Regions from separate parts of the Sus scrofa genome. Here region 2 is linked to region 1. Evidence: chromatin contacts called from public HiChIP or PLAC-seq data. All regions are on one chromosome and are shown on one strand. Each heading gives the region's core, a stretch centred on a gene start, on an enhancer-like site or on the middle of the called end of the contact. The rest is flanking DNA. Distances are from core to core; before and after follow the strand shown.

Region 1 (5,297 bases), core at 1,227-3,726:
GGTAGGATTGGTTCATCAGAAATGAATCACTCATGGAGTTCCCATTGTGGCACAGTGGAAACGAATCTAACTAGGAACCATGAGGTTGTGGGTTCAATCCCTGGCCTTGCTCAGTGGGTTAAGGATCTGGTGTTGCCGTAAGCTGCGGTGTAGGTTGCAGACTTGGCTCAAATCTGGCATGGCTGTGGCTGTGGCTGGCAGCTGCAGCTCTAATTAGACCCCTAGCCTGGGAACCTCCATATGCTGCAGATGCGGCCCTCAAAAGACAAAAGACAAAAAAAAAAAAAAAAAAAAAAAAGGAATCATTCCGGTTGCCAGGGGCTGGGTGGAGGAAGGACCAGGTAGAGATTGCTGAGTGTGGGGTTTCTTCTTGGAGTGATGCAAATATCCTGGAGTTAGATGGCAGTGATGGTTATGTAGCCTTCACACCACTGAATTGTACACTTTGAAAGAGTGTATTTTATGGTATGTGAATTATATCTTAATTTAGAAAAAATCGTGTAAGCACACATTAGCGAATGTCTAGGGAACCAGGTGCTGGGGTCAGTGCCAGACGCCGGGGACTCAAAGTCCAGCAAAGCAAGGTCCTAGCCCCCAAAGAGCTAGTCAAAGGTGGGTGTTGCCCTAAGTGTCAGAGTTTAATCCCCACCCTATTTTCCTCTATGGGTTTCAGGAGGAAAACAAGGAGATACAAGCTATTTGGAAGTCTGCAAAACTCAGGAGAAATGAAGGGTCACTGCCCCTAGAGCATCAAAACCAACCTGTGATTCCCTGATGGGTCCCAGGGAGGTGGGTAAGGATGGACAGGGCTCGTGGGATCTCTTCACCCACACACAGGCATGGTTGCTCTTCTGTGGCCTCAAGGGCTGAGAGGAGGTGGAGACTCTCATCCCTCTGACAGTCTGTCCTCCTTCAGCCCACCTTCACAGGGCAGGGTGCCAGCTGGATAGGAAGAGAGGCAAGGATTCAAAGAACTGGAAGAGGCAGCCTGAGTTGTGTGAGCTAAGAATGAAAGCAGGGTGCTCACATCAGCTCCCCTCCCAGCTTGAGATGATTCCAGGGACCAATGTCTTCCAGGTGGAATTGATCACAATACTCCCTATGCCAGAGTATTGGATACAAGGTCTTTGACTATAGCTTTTAGAAAAGGTACAGAAATGGCTATTTCTAGCATAAACATTCATGAAAACCAAGACAGTAAAGGGCAGTATTCAGAAGAGCACTGGACTGGGAGCGAGGAAGCTGCCAGTGTACTGTGTAGCCTTGGGCAGGCTAATCTGCCCATCTAAACCAGCTGTAATAAATGGCTGCTGTGTATTCACTGCGGCTGTGTGCCAGGCACCATGCTATGGCACACTTCACCATAAATGATCTCCTTGAATCTTTGCTACAACGTTTCGGGTAGGTGCTAATATGTGCATTAAATAGAGGAAGATGGCTTATTTGTCACCAGATTGGCTCAATCCTACCTCCAGGTTGTGGCTCGCATCAGTACACAAGCACTTTCTTTCTCCCTCTTGACTTCCCTCCTACATAGCGTTAGAGCAGGAAAGGGCTGTGGGGTTTTGGAGCAGAACTAAATAGACGCAGAGAGTCTGGAGCATTGAGGTTTCAAGTGGTTTACTAACCAGAGGAGGAAAGGTTCAGGCTCTCTGCCTTTATTTACTTCTGCTCCCAAACCCCACAGCCCCTTCCCGCTATAACACCCAGTTCCCCCAATTTCGGGCAGCCCTCCTACTCCCCCCATCTTTCCACCCTTGAAGTAACTCAGACCTCACTCTTCTGCTGAAAACCCTGCGGTGGCATCTTGCTGCTCTTGGGACCACACAGTCTTCACCAGGGCCTGGAGGCTTCTGCTACCTTGCCAGGCTTGGCCGCTCTGCCTTCGACGCCTCTGCAACGCCCCTGCTCTCAGCTCGTTGTCTTGCTTCCACCTTTGCACACCCAGAGGCACAGTTGCCTTCCCTCTGCCCAGGGCCAAGTCCATCTCATCCTTGGAGAGACCCCAGCACCTTTCCTTTGCCCTGCTGTTCAAGTTTTACTTACTGCAATTAGCCATACGTGTTTTTTTCTTTCCCCAGACTCTCACCTCAAGGAAAGCAGAAGTCATGCCTGTTTTGTTCTACATTTTACAACCCCTCACCACCACCCTGCGCGCCAGCACAGTGCCAAGCATGGAGTAGGTGCTTAAGTGAGTTGGCATTTTGGTTTATACGCGCCTGAAGGCAGAAGGCTGGTGATCCGCCCGAGGTCGCACAGCTCGCGCTGCAGCTCGCCCTCTAAGGGACGGCGGCTGGAAAGGCGTCTGGCAGGGAGCCGGACGAACTTTGCGCGGAGTCCGAGGGGCCGGTAGGGCGCGGGCGAGCTCGGCCATAGGGCTCAAGTGCTTACGGTTGGGGCAGTTGGCTCTCGGGCTGGCCGAGGCGGGCGGACGACTGCAGTTCCCCGGGTGGCCGCCGGGGGCATAGCGGAGGCTGGAGGGCGGAGGCGCCGAGTCACGCCGGCCCGGGAGGGGCCTCGGCCCCGCCGGCGACAACCGGAGCAGCGGGCGGGAGCCGGAGCGGAAGCGGCGGGAGGAGGCCGGCAGGTGAGGGGGCGCGAAGGGCGGGCTCTCCCAGACCCCTGAGTCTGCAGGGCCCCCAAACACCCTGAACAGCGTCGGGGGCCGGGGCTCCCCAGTTGTGGCCCTGGGAGGAGAGGGAGGCCATCGAGAATGCGTTGTTCAGGTCTGCACCGGCCCAGGTCCCCCCAAACTCAGCGGAGAGGTTTGCTCCCCGCGAAGAAGGAGCAAACTTGTCCCCTCCGCGTCCGCCGCACAAATCCGTAAGTCTTCTCAAGTAAGACAGCTCCGCTATCACCTCCTCTCCCCTTCGGCCACCCCCCAACCCCGTAAATCCCAGGGTGTTCCGAGGGTCGCCGCTGGATGGTGGAAACTGAAGCAGGTGTCACATGGCAGGAGGGACGCCTCGGTATCTAGGAGGAAAATGTTCTGGGTTACCCTTCCAGGGTGCCCTGGAAGGTCCGCTTCTCCACGCAGCCCCAGCTTCTGCCGGGACTGAGGCGAGAGGTGGCCAAGATATCTGATGTGCCGGAGGTGATGGGGTGGGGAGCCCAGGACTCCTGAAATTCAGTCTGAGTGGCTTTTAGTGCCTGATGTTGGCTGTTTTTTTTTTTTTTTTCCTTCTTCTCCCAACAGCACCCCCTAAACACACCCTGCTTTTTCCCTCCAATTAGATTCCCTTTAATCCTTGGATGTGCCCTGAAAATGAGGAGGGGAGGGGCGCTTGGGAGCTGACAGTCCCACAGGAGGACAGGCACAGGGCAGAGGATCAGACACAGTTTGGGAAGGGGCTTCCAGGTGTCCTGGCTCTGCACCTTGAGATCAAAGGCCAACATGTAAAATACGTAAATATGTGCAATATCAAGGAGGCCTGCTTGGGTTCTTGGGTACTGCCCTAGACTCCCAGAGGCCCCCAAGGAACACTGTGTATAAGCCTGCATCTGGAGGGCCTCGGTGTCAGAGGAGAGACTGAGGTTCAGCGGGGCTGGGCCTTGGTCTGGACTACCCAGCAGTTAAGTGAGGTGCTGAGAGAGCGGTGTGCTCCAAGGCCAGCCTGCTCTTTTCATGTCTGGTGGTGAAAGGAGGAAGCCAGGGTCCAGGCACAGGCAGTGAGAGAGCAGATTCTGGGAATATTATGGGAACCACCGAGAGACTGGCTCCCAGGAGGCTGTACCAGGTTGTGGCCTAGCCTGTATAACACTCAAATGAACCTTGCTGCCTCCTCTTTAGACTTTTTTTTTTTTTTTTTTTTTCTTTTTGCTATTTCTTTGGGCCGCTCCCTTGGCATATGGAGGTTCCCAGGCTAGGGGTCGAATTGGAGCTGTAGCCACTGGCCTACGCCAGAGCCACAGCAACGCGGGATCCGAGCCGAGTCTGCACCTACACCACAGCTCACGGCAACGCCGGATCGTTAACCCACTGAGCAAGGGCAGGGACGGAACCCGCAACCTCATGGTTCTAGTCGGGTTCGTTAACCACTGTGCCACGACGGGAACTCCTCCTCTTTAGACTTTGAGTCTCTTTCAGAAATTGGTCTTTTGAGGTTTTGTTCAGCATGTGTTCCCTGGGGCGGGGGGAGTGCCCGTCTCAGTTTGGACCCGGTGTCTGGCAAGGGAGACTGTCCTGGTGCTCTGAGTCACACTCTGGAGCCTCTCAGCCAGGACCACCAGTCTGGAAGCAGTGTGGAATCCACCTTCCTTATAACCAGTGAGCACACAAAAGCCATGGGTTTGGAGTTCCCTTGGTGGCTCATTGGTAATGAACTCCACTAGTATCCATGAGGATGTGGGTTTGATCCCTGGTCCCACTCAGTGGGCTAAGGATCCGGCACTGCTGTGAGCTGTGGTGAAGGTTGCAGATGAGGCTCCGATCCTGTGTTGCTGTGGCTGTGGTGTAGGCTGGTAGCTGTAGCTCCGATTCAACCCCCAGCCTGGGAACTTCCATATGCCACTCCTTTGGCCCTAAAAATATATATTAAAAAACCCCCAAAAACAAAATTCAACCCACCTGTTTTGTCTGTAATCTCTATGAAGCAACCCTGGGTGACATCCTTGCCTTATCAGAGCCCACAGGGTTTCTGCTGTGTGTCCTCTGAGGCATGACCTCTCCACAGCTTTGGCTTCCATGTTTAATTTCCTCATTTTTTAGTAGATTCCTCAAAGCCCTTTGTATTACTAAAGAAGAATCCCCCTGGGATCAGGCTGGGTGTCTGTGGCAGAGAAAACAGGATTTACTGAGAAAATTTGAGAAGAAACCAGATTGCGTGTGTGTTGGGGTAGGGGGCAAGGGTAAAATTACTTAGGCGTCGCTGGATAGTTAGGACTTATTCTCTTGGACCTTCTTCTTTTTTTTTTTTTTTTTTGCTTTTTTGGCCACACTTGCGACACATGGAAGTTCCCAGGCCAGGGATCAATCCAAGCCAGAGCTTCAACCTATGCCGCAGCTGCAGTGATGCCGGATCCTTAACCTACTGCGCCAGGCTGGGGATCACACCCACAACACCACACAAGCAAGCCGGATCATTAACCCACTTCGCCACGGTGGGAACTCCTCTTCGATCTTGTTTTATTTTAACATTCCTGAATCTGGGCAGGTTTAGTTAAGATTCTCTGTGTTCTCTTTTTCATCTTTATGCTCTGTAAAATCAGATGGTGAGTTTGGCAGTTCTTCAGAAAGTTAAATCCAGAGTTAGCATAGGACTCAGCAATTCCATTCCTGGGTATATACTCAAGAGAAT
Region 2 (5,838 bases), core at 1,276-3,775, 250 kb before region 1:
TCTACAATGTGCTCTACCAAAAAATACCAGCTTACTATAATTGATGAGGTAAGACAACAAGTATTTAAATCTGAAATAAAAAATTCTGTAGAAACTATCTGGAGATAGGTTAAATGATATTTGAGAATGCAGTGGTGACTATTCATGCAGGGAGGAAAGGTCAATGAATCAGTAATTCTGGCAGAATCTTTCCAAGCATTGAAGGAACTAATCCAGACTATGAGACAGGCTTAAAGACTATGCCCTTACTATAAAAGCATGGTGGCTTGGCTGTTTAAAACAGGCCAAAAGGGTGCCCCTGAGGTTCTTCCCTCAGGGGATTAATGATTAATATACAGCTAAAAGTTTAGTTCCTTCCTCAAATAAATAATATCTGAGTGTAGTTGTTACTATGACATATGTTCTGAAGTGCTGGAAGCACTGCATTAGAGAATTCACAAAGAATTCTGGAAGAACTTACAAATCCCTTTACGTCACCTTTGAAAACAATATCCATTTCTTAAAAGCTGTCAGTTCAAGATCGAGGCAATACTATCTGGAGCAGATTCTGGTCTGCCAAAATCTTTCACAATTGAAAGGCAAGATTTCAGTATGCTCAGAGGCTGGCCTTGAGCAGATAGATCAGGAGCCACTACACTAGAAACGTCAGTGTTTTACAAAGTTAAAATTTCCTTAAGACCCGCTTTCCATACATATTGATGAACTTCATCATGCCTGGGTCACTGAAAAGTCTTCCAAGGCAGCCACCCCACCCCTAGAGTGGCCTGGCAGGGTTCCTCCGTACAGCTCTCCCCTGGATTTTCATCCCTTGTTGGCAAGAAGATCTTATTCTACCGGCCTTGCTATTGTGCAACCGATGAAAGGATTGCCAGGCCTAAGTGCAGGGGGATTGGTTGTAGTACAACTGGTGAGTCCAGCCCACAGGAATGAAGCTAGCAATCTTGTAGACTGCAGAGGCTGCCAGCAAAGCCCCAATCCTCTAGCCAGAGGCCATCCCAACACCGTAAGGCAAAGTTAAGAAGTTAAAATGAAGCACCATTTCCTTCAAAATGTCCCTCAAAAATCACTCTCCAGTCTCCTCCCTCTGGAGAAAAGCCCAGTCAGGAGACAAGACAACCTTTGAGCTCCCTTTTCCCGTGACCAATTAATTCAACGCTCTTCACCTCTACCCCAGTGTTCTTCCCGGTAAACAGTTCCTGGTCGTACTTTGAAAAGCAATACTCAGGAACCTCGCTCTGCACGGCCCTTTCCCCAGGATCAAGCAATCCCACCGGCGAGGGTGCCCTCCTTGCCAATGCTCTCTTCAGCTTATTTCCAAAAGCGTGGCAGCTAGAACTCTACCCTCAAGGCTGCCAGTGCTCCTTTCCCTGGGCCATTACTTGAGCATTATTTTAGCATTCCTCCTCCAGCCTGGGGACTCCCCCCACCCGTGGGGCCTCGTCCAGCAGTGTAAACAATGCTGTCAAAGCAGGATAACACTGGGCGAGGCTTCCAAACTCCGCATTCCAGTCTCCTCCTGGTGTTCTAAAAGCAGCAAAACAAGTCATCGCAGGGTCCCAGGAGCGAAATCTCTCGACTTCCTTTCTAAAAACGTCCAGGAGACAGCTCCGAAATCAAGCATGAATGTGCACAAATACACAATTTGTAAGAGACAGAGGTAACGCGGAGTGAGGGAGTGAATGCAGGCCAAGTGTAGACAAATTTGCTCGGGAGAGGAGCGAAGCGGAGAAAACTGGGTCGAGTACAAAAACCTGCCACGAAGCGGGAACAAGGGCTTTTTGTCGCTACAGGAGAGCCACGTTCCCAGAGTGGGCACGCGCTGAATCGAGCTGCTGGCGAGAACGCGAAGTTAAGGTCCTCAAAAGCAGTCTCACAGGGGCTTTGGTGGGGCTGGGGGGGAGGGGCCTTGGTGGAGACGGGTGGCCGCAGCGGCCCAGCGTGGACACGCCCTGAGTTAAAGGACCGTGGCGGGAAACTGCGGGGACACCGCGGAGGCGGGCGCGGACGCGCTCGGAAGCCCGCTGCAGGCTCCGTGTGAGGGCCGCGCGGGCGGCCGGCGCTCACCTCCCGGCGTGGTGGAGAAGAGGGTCCCCCCGGGCGTGGTGCAATAGTCATGAGGTAGCTGCGCGGCGTCGCTGATGGGCACGGTGCGGGTGGGGATGGCACGGCTCTGGCTGGGCTGGTGGCCGCTGCCGGCGGACGAGGACATGGCTCTGGGCGCGGGCTCTCAGGCTTTGTCCCGCGGGCTGGCAGGCGGGCGGCGGCGGCGGCGGCGGCGGCGGCAGCTGGGGGCCCGGGCTGCTCCTGCTCTGGCGGGCGGAAGGGCGGGCGGGGCTGGACGTGCTCCGCTCGCTCCCCACTCGCTTCCTCTCGTTCCCTCGTCCCGCTCCGCTCCGCCGCCGCCCTCTCAGCCGCCGCTGCCGCCGCCGCCCGATCCTCCGGCCTCCGCCAGCAGCCTCAGCAGCAGCAGCAGCAGCAGCGGCAGCAGCGGCTACGACGACGACCGGAAGCGGGCGAAGGCGGGAGCCAGGGAGAGCCCAGTGTAGTGGGTCGACCGGACGTTACGTCACGAAGGGCGTGGGCACGATGGTGGGCGGGGTTGTGATAGGCGGGGCTTAAGGCCTGAGGGTGAAGCTCTAGCTGGGCAGAAGCAGCGCGAAATAGTGAGACGAAAGTGATCGTGGGCGCGGAAAATTGTTTTGTTTGTTTTTGAATTTTTTTGGTCAGTCAACAATACTTAAGCTGACTTCTGTTTACTATCTATCTAAACAAAAGCGTAATTTTACTTTTAATGGCTCAATATTAAATATAGGCAGTGCATGCACCGTGTACTAAAAAACAGAGCATACGTGGGTGCAGCAGCTAAACACACACCACACACACACACACACACACACACACCAAGCAATAATAGCAACTTATATCTAAGAGATTAAAACTTGAGATTTAAAGTAGAAAATGTATGAAAAAAGTTGTGATTCTGAGTAAGCCTTATAATATTTCTTTATCGCTCTTGGCTGCATTAACATTAATTAACGCTTTCTACACCAACAAACCACTGAGAACTTAAATGCGTGATAATGAAGAGGGGATTCTTTCATGTTGATACTTTGCTCTGAATACTCCAACTACATGCAAAGTTACAGCTACAGCTTTTTCAGCTCTGTAAGTGCAAGTTCAACCACATAATCACAAATAACATAGACGGCCAAGGTATCAGTCCACTACTAATTTAGCCATGTTTTCCTAACCAGAATATGCATTTGTTTTTGGTGACAGTAGTAATAAAATTATTTTTTAATTAAAAAAAATAAAAAATAAAAAACAGAGCATAGAAGTTTACGGTGCCACTGTCTTCCAGTTTCGCAATTCCTCTTGGTACCAGTTTATTGTGTATTCTTCCAGAGACAGTCCTTATATACAGATATACTGCACCATATAAACATTAATAAAAGAAAGAGTAATAGCTGCCCAAGTCACATGGATGAGTACTGTGTTAGAGATAAAAGAAACCAAAACACAGGGGAAGGTTAAGACCATGAGGTACCTGGAAAATCCAAATCTGGAACACTTTCCTCTGGGGATTCTCAAACTTTCTGATATTAAAGTTTACATTCTTAAAAATTACCGAGGGAGTTCCCTTGTGGCACAGCAGGTTAAGGGTCCAGTATTGTAACTGCAGTGCCTTGGGTTCAGTCCTTGACCCAGGAACTTCCCCATGCTTTGCGCACTGCCGGAAAAAAAAAATTATCGAGGATCCCAAAGATCTTTTGTTTGTGTGGATTATATATATTGATAACTACTGTATTAGAAATGAAAACAGAATTTTAAGTGTTTGTGAATTCATAAAATAATGTCATCACATTATGTTAGCATAACATTTTTATTTTAAAAATTATATATATATATATATTTTTTGTCTTTTTGCCATTTCTTGGGCCGCTCCAGCGGCATATGGAGGTTCCCAGGCTAGGTGTCTAATCGGAGCTGTAGCCACCGGCCTACGCCAGAGCCACAGCAACGCGTGATCTGAGCCGCATCTGCAACCTACACCACAGCTCACGGCAACGCCAGATCCTTAACCCACTGAGCAAGGGCAGGGATCGAACCCGCAACCTCATGGTTCCTAGTCGGATTCGTTAACCACTGCGCCACGACGGGAACTCCCTAAAAATTATATTTTCAAAAAAAATAGAACAGTGGGTTTTTTTTTTAACATTTCAGCAAACATTTCAATGCCTGCATAATAGAAAACAGTTGGACTCTTACATCTGTTTCTGCATTCAATCTGTTGTGTTGTTTTGATTCAAGTATATGAAGAAAACTCAGATTCATACACGTATGTGGTTGAAAAAGAGGGAAACTCACAAGTCCCTGGGAGGGGTCTCAGCAATGCCGAAGGATCTCCAGACAACACTTTGAGAACCACTGCCCTAGACAGCACTGCTTCTGCCTACAACAAGTCCAAAATGGAATTGAAAAGAGACCCATGGGTACCACAAACATAACCATCATTCTTATTTGATGAATGAGGAAACTGAGGCTAAGAGAACCCAGTATTCAGTCCAAGTGAAACAGCTACTACTTCCTAACAAAAACATGGACAAAAGAACTTACATAGCAAAGCAAATATTGTGGTTGGTGGTCAAATGGGGCCAGGGCATGGCAGGGAACAGATTTTGTGGTGAATGTCTAGGAATCCAGGAAGAAGAGCCCCCTGCCTACCCTGCAGTCTGGAGGTCCCCAGAGTTGGAGGGGAATGAACTCAGTCTTGAAAGATCCTAAGTCTTTGCATCTGTCAAAAGAAGAAGGCACTTTCTAGAGGAAAATGTAAGATGCTAGTTTACATCTGTGCAGAACCTACAAAGTATATGATCACAACATGCACTCCTCCATGATCTCTCTTTTGACCATAGATTTTGGGATGTTCAGGGAGAACAGGGAGATCTTTCTGCCCAGAGCAAAGGGTGAAGATAGTAGGAAGGTTGAGATTAGGTTGGAATAGACAATGAAAAGAAGTAAACAATGAAAAGAAGGAGTTCCCGTCTTGGCTCAGTGGTTAATGAATCCGACTAGGAACCATGAGGTTGCGGGTTCAATCCCTGGCCTTGCTCAGTGCGTTAAGGATCCGGCGTTGCCGTGAGCTGTGGTGTAGGTTGCAGACGCGCCTTGGATCCATTGTTCCTGTGGCTGTGGCGTAGGCTGGTGGCTACAGCTCCAATTAGACCCCTAGCCTGGGAACCTCCATATGCCACGGGTACAGCCCTAGAAAAAGACAAAAAACAACAACCAAAAAAACCCCAAGTAAACACAGATTGACATTAGGGTACAATTTTGAAGTTTTAGGGACAGGGGAGTATCACCTTTTAAAATTCATTTTGGGAGATCCTGCTGTGGCGCAATGGGATCAGCAACATCTTGGGAGCTCTGGGACACAGATTCGATCCCCCACCCAGCACAGTGGGTTAAGGATCCTGCGTTGCTGCAGCTGTGGCTTAGTTCAAGGCTTCGGCTCGGAACTGATTCCTGCCATGGGAGCTCCATATGTTGCAGGGCAGCCTAAATAAATTTAAAAAAAGTTCACTTTGACAGGTAGATTAGAGTAGAAAAAGGAGCTTGCCCACTAATGTGCTGTGTAACCCTACACTTTTTGAGCCTCATCCATAATATGAAGATAAAGATACTACCTCACTGATTATTTCTGTGTCTAGCAAATAAAGTGTCTAGCAAATAAATTCCCTCTTAGCAAAGTCATATTGAAACTACTGCAGTTCCCATGGTGGCGCAGTGGAAACAAACCCGACTAGGAAATATGAGGTTGTGGGTTCGATCCCTGGC

Evidence for each region. HiChIP or PLAC-seq counts read pairs in DNA pulled down with a chosen protein or histone mark.
Region 2: an H3K27ac HiChIP or PLAC-seq map of alveolar macrophages shows a contact between it and region 1. The contact joins the promoter of EIF4EBP2 here to the promoter of AIFM2 in region 1. A contact is called at or near these places in 1 of 47 Hi-C or Micro-C datasets (liver) and 1 of 2 datasets of contacts at active chromatin or transcription factors (alveolar macrophages).

Annotation. Positions count from the first base shown.
Region 1 is chr14:73,071,784-73,077,080 of Sscrofa11.1, reverse strand. AIFM2 (apoptosis-inducing factor 2) reads left to right here and starts at 2,476. Exons shown (of 10, transcript XM_021073861.1): 1 at 2,476-2,587. LOC102161997 (wiskott-Aldrich syndrome protein family member 1-like) reads right to left here and starts at 2,708. Exons shown (of 3, transcript XM_021073695.1): 1 at 2,687-2,708; 2 at 2,090-2,628; 3 at 267-942. The coding sequence starts at 2,708. The coding sequence ends at 2,210.
Region 2 is chr14:73,320,296-73,326,133 of Sscrofa11.1, reverse strand. EIF4EBP2 (eukaryotic translation initiation factor 4E-binding protein 2) reads right to left here and starts at 2,525. Exons shown (of 5, transcript XR_002338867.1): 1 at 2,065-2,525.